2 separate regions of the Mus musculus genome follow, and region 2 is linked to region 1. A link is a contact called in public promoter capture Hi-C data. All regions are on one chromosome and are shown on one strand. Each heading gives the region's core, a stretch centred on a gene start, on an enhancer-like site or on the middle of the called end of the contact. The rest is flanking DNA. Distances are from core to core; before and after follow the strand shown.

What was found. Promoter capture Hi-C pulls out the DNA fragments that hold promoters and counts their contacts.
Region 2: a contact with region 1 is called in a promoter capture Hi-C map of embryonic stem cells, with 3 times the contacts expected there. The contact joins the promoter of Cox19 here to the promoter of Zfp157 in region 1. A contact is called at or near these places in 1 of 39 promoter capture datasets (embryonic stem cells) and 1 of 115 datasets of contacts at active chromatin or transcription factors (bone marrow-derived macrophages).

Annotation. Positions count from the first base shown.
Region 1 is chr5:138,440,114-138,442,768 of GRCm38.p6, forward strand. Zfp157 (zinc finger protein 157) reads left to right here and starts at 1,363. Exons shown (of 5, transcript NM_028130.3): 1 at 1,363-1,516. The coding sequence starts at 1,514.
Region 2 is chr5:139,343,875-139,346,529 of GRCm38.p6, forward strand. Cox19 (cytochrome c oxidase assembly protein 19) reads right to left here and starts at 1,292. Exons shown (of 3, transcript NM_197980.1): 1 at 1,198-1,292. The coding sequence starts at 1,279.

The DNA.
Region 1 (2,655 bases), core at 113-2,612:
TACCCTTGCTGGAAGAAGTGTGCCACTAGCAATGAGCTTTGAGATTTCAGAGCCCAAGACAGACCCAGTGTCTCTCTCCCTGCTGTCTGCAGATCTGGATGTAGAACTCTCAGCTACTTCTCCAGCACATTTCTGTCTGTGTGCCACCATGCTCCTTACCTTGAGAGTCATAGACTAAATGGCCGAAACTGTAAGCAAGCCCCCGTTAAATGCTTTCTTTTTTAAAAGCCATTGCCTTGGTTATGGTGTCTCTTCACAGCAAAAGAACACTGACTGAGATAATATACCAAGCTATGCTTGAATGAATCTGATTTTTTTTTTTTGTTCTGTTGCTTTTGTTCAATCTGGGGAGAATAGAAGTTTGTTCAAAAATAATTAGTAAGGAATTTAAGAAACCACTACGAAGTAATCCTTGACAGCTATTGTCTTGGGGGACTGGAGTCATACTGAATTACTCTGGAAAGCATTTTAACCGTATTAATGCCTGGGTTCTAGATCCTGGACTCTGATTTCACTGGTTCTTTATTCCACTGGAAACCTTTGCTATGATGTCAGAAGTTACAATCACAAGTTCTATGGTTTGTGATGCCTGAACTATGCATGATATCCATGTATGCTGTGAGGCTTTGCCTAGCTAAAATCAAAGAACAAATTCAAGACATGATCCCTTGTTCGGCTACATTGTTACAAGAGAAAATGTATTCCTTGCATACACATCTGTATGAATGTCCCTAGCTTTCTTGGGAAGGTGACCTAATAACAGAGATTTGATTATTGTTTATGTTGGAAATAGAAAAAAAAAAAAAAGAAAGAAAGAAAGAAAGAAAGAAAGAAAGAAAGAAAGAAAGAAAGAAAGAAAGAAACCAGTAGGCCTCTGTTTGTGCTGGGATTAAAGACCAAGGAATGGAAATATTTTGCATGTATGTGGGATGCATTATACATGTTTTCAAATATTTCTTAAGGTAAACAATGAAAAGCATCCATAGCAGCATTGGTTTCCTAAATGGTAGTTTTTAAAATCAAATCCAAATGTTTGTTTTGATTGTTTTAAGTGAATACTTAAATTTGTTCTTGGAATACATAGGGCACGAACAATGTATATAGATTTATATACAATTCACACATTTTCAGATACTTTATTTACAAGGTTAAGTGAAAACAAAAAGGAAGGAGGTTCTGTCACAGGAAGCCCTGCCTTAATTTACCCATGAAAGCAAGGCCTTGTCAATTCTGGCTTCATCCACCCCTGGGTTGAAGCGTGAACTGTCACTCAGGGTGGACCTGAAGCGCTACCCTATCAGACACAATAGACTGAAGGCTACCCAATCAGACACACGGTCGGAAGGGAGGAGGCGGGCCTTGCGTACGTTGTTGCTGACCCCGCCATCTTGGCATCTGTGGCCGCTTTCTTCTCCCAGCTCTGTGTTCTGGATTGCACCTAGTGTCTGTCGCCGTGTGACTCGCTGGTACCTGGACACCCAGCGCGAGGCGGGGCGCTCACCTGAGTCCCGAAATGGTGCGTTTACCCACGACAAGGCCCCTAGCCCCGCGTCCCGCATCGGGGTCGCTTGTGCCCCTGCTGCCTGCGCTGTGGCCAGGCTGAGCTGGCTGCTGCAGCTCGGGGGTCTTGTCGCGTCCGCGTGATTCCCATGACCAGGGCTGCTATGGATGCCTCCTAGGTGGGGACACCGGGACTGCGGGACTTATGACTGCCCAAGCGCGGCCGGGAGTTTGTCGGCCGCCTCCAGATCTGGTAGGACTTTGACCAGCATGGGGGATTGCTGCCTTCTTGGTCTCTGGGCCCTCAAGGCCATCGGCCTCCCCAGGATTTTTCTGCAGCCGGCGCCCCGCCCCGTCTCTTCATCTTGCATCTCCACGTTTGTCCCTGGCTTCTCAAGTCACAATCTTGTGATGTTTCTATCTCAGAACCTCTATGGAAGCCCGTGAGCATGACCTTCCCCGCCCACTTCCTCACCTCTCAACCCATCTCAGCCCATCACGTTTTGTTCATGAGCCCGGTCCTTCAAGTCCCGGGAGTCCCTGAGTGACCCGGAGTAGGTACTTCTTCTCCTCTCTGCTGTTTCCTTCACTCTCCCTCTGTCTTCTGCCTCTGGCTCTCTATTTCTAGGGATGGAGTCTAGGAATTCATTTATGCAAGGTAGTGCTCTGCCCTAAGCCAGTTAGTTACTTGTCCTTTTTTTTTTCCTTTCACGATTTTAGCATTTATATATTAATGGTACACCGTAGTGACTTTCATTTCATTACATCTTATATCTATGTGTAATGTTGTATTTTCTTCTACCTAACCTCTGTTATCCTCCCGGTCCTTTTCCTACTCCCTCAGATTCTCTTCCTCTTTTCCAGTACTTCCCCTTAGTATTAGTTTTTTTTTTTTTTTTAAATGACCCCCCCGACTTCTACATAGGAAGAAGGTTAGTTACAGGAGCATGGGCCCCACCATTGTCTATACTACTATACTACGGAATAAAGAGGCTCTCCTGAGCCTCTCCCTATGCAACCATTAACTGCCTATACATCCTCAAGGAGAAATGGGGCCTTGTGAGCCTCTTCCTGTTCTTCACAATTTCACTTCATTTACAGATTTTTATTTATGTGTTTTTTAGCTTCCTAATTTTTTTACAGTTTGTTTGCTTA
Region 2 (2,655 bases), core at 42-2,541, 900 kb after region 1:
TTGTAGTGCTGAGGACTGGACTCAGGTTCCTGTGCGTGCCAGGCACCAGCTCGGCCTCTGTAATCTGAATCTCCAACTCTCTCCCAGTTTGTTTGTTTTTTTTCTTTCCCATGTTCCAGTTTCCCAAAAGGCCTGTTAACTGCAGACTTCAGAACGGTGACTAGAAATCCTCCAGGCTGGAGGCGTGGCTCAGAGGTGAACACTCGCCTAGCATGTGCCAAACCCGGGCTTTCAGCCCCAGTGTTAGATATCAAAAAGCTTTTTGAAAATATTTCCTTGCCTAATGTTCACGGCAGACCCAGAGCCTGGAGCTAGGGGAGGGTGGGTATGTCCTGCGCTGAGCTGAGCTGCCGCCAGGGGGCCTAACATCAAGCTCCGTTCCAGGAGGCCTGTCACCATCCTATCACATTAGCCCCAAGTCTTACTTGGAGAGCCATGACATGTGGCCCTCTGAAATAGGGGCCCTCAAGACTCAGTTTCTCTGACTGCACCCCCACAGTGCTCTGAGCACGCCCAGCCCCACTACCCGGGAAGGACCTGTAATATTAACTGCTCTGCATCCAGGGTCCAGTACCTCAGACCCCACCCACCATTTCTAGCATCCTGTCATCAACACACATGACAATGCCACCCAGGTCTATAACCCCACACACTGTCCCTCATATTCAGCTCCTTCACTTTGGCTCTCAGACCTTCGATCCAGCACCCTAGGCCCTGTCACATCCAACATCTAACTCTTCAGACATTACACCTAAATCCAGCAACTCTGACCCGGCCACTCAAATCTAGTACCTTAGGCTCTGCCACCCAGATCTACAACCCCAGGCCCTGCCATCCAAACCCAGTGCCCCCAAACCTGCCATCTATAGCAAAGAGACAACACTCCAGTCTCTGCCACCCAGACCCAGCAGCCCAGACCCTGAACCCAGATCCAGTACCCCTGACCCTGCCACCCAGATATCCTGCACCCATAACTCTGTCACCCAAACCCAGTACCCCAGTACCCCTGACCCTGCCATCTAGAACCAGTATCCCAGATCCTGCCACCTACTTCCAATACCCCTGATCCTGTCACCGAGAAACAGCACTCCCTACCACTCAGACTCAGCACCCGAGACGCTGCCACCCAGATTCAGTATTCCTAACTCTGCCACCCGATCCCAGGCCGCCATCAGCCTGTGCCTCGCCTCGCCTCACCGAAGTGGTCCAGCGGGAAGCTGCCTTTGTCTGGGGGCCGCGGCTGGAAGCTTTTGGTCCCGAAGTTCATTGCGGTCGACATCACGGCGAAATCCAGAGCGGAGAGCGACGGCGACGCAGGGCAGATGGCTGAACACCGAGCGGGTCCAGGAAGCGTCGAGCTAGTCGAGCGGACGACTGGCCCCACCCCGAGTCCACCCAGGCTCCACCCACCAAGCCCCGCCTCACCTATCTAGCCCCGCCCCTGCCGTGTTGCGAAAGGATCTGCCCTTGGTTTCCAGCCCTCTGAGAAGCAGAAAGAAGCCTGGCAGTCATCTTTTGGTACTGATTAGCAAATAAGGACAGAAAGATGCAGCCATTTGCCCGAGGACACCAGTCTGTGCCCCGGGATCTTCATCCCACCCATCTGTCTTCCAGGGACTGAGTTTCCCATCTACTCAGAGGGAAAGAAGCACACTAAAGGAGGGGTGGCTAGCTTACTGCCAGTGCCGTGACACAGTGATACAAACGGGTTTTACAAACAGAAAATAAAGCAGGGTGCAGTCCCTCACACCTGTAGACAGCGCTTAGGGGGCTGAGGCAGAAGGATTGCCTGAGTTTTCAGCAAACCTGGGCTATGTAGCCAGTCCCACAAAACAAAAGAAAATCTCCCCAAAGGGCATCTTCTGTGGTTCAAGAGACCAGAAGTCTGATCCTAAGGTGTTGGTCATCAGCCCTCTTGTGGCCTGCTGTCCCTGCTGTCTGTTCCAGGGAGCCCAGGTTCTCTCCCAGCCTCTGAGATGTTCTGTCAATTTTAGGTAATTCTGGGCTGCTAGATATCTCCCTCCGGGGCCTCCACTTCTGGGAACATTCTCCCATGTTTCTGTATCCAAGTATTCCTTTTATGACATTGCCACACCGGGGTAGGGCCATCCCAACAATCAATTCTCTTTCCTTCCTTCCTTCCTTCCTTCCTTCCTTCCTTCCTTCCTTCCTTCTTTGCTGTCTGATTTTCTTTTTTCTTTCTTTCCTTCCTCCCTTCTTCCCTTTCTCTTTTTCTCTCTCCCTCTTTCCCTCTTTCCCTCTTTCTCTCTCTCTCTCTCTCTCTCTCTCTCTCTCTCTCTCTCTCTCTCTCTCTCTTTCTTTTGAGACAGGGTTTCTCTGTAGCTCTGGCTGTCCTGGAACTCTGTAAACCAGGCTGGCCTTGAACTCAGAGATCCACCTGCCTCTGCCTCCCAAGTGCTGGGATTCAAGTTGTGCTCCACCATGCTCAGCTCATCCCAACAATTTTAACCTCTGCTGCTTACATCTGCCACAACATTATTTCAAAAGGTCCTGGGGGCTGGGACTGTGCCAGGTGGATTTGGGGGGGACTGTTCTATGGTAGTGGGGTGCACTCTACTGACTCTTTGCTGTTGTTATGGCAATAACACCCATACCCAGCACCCCTGCTTTTCAGCTTGGGGACAGAGAAGAGCA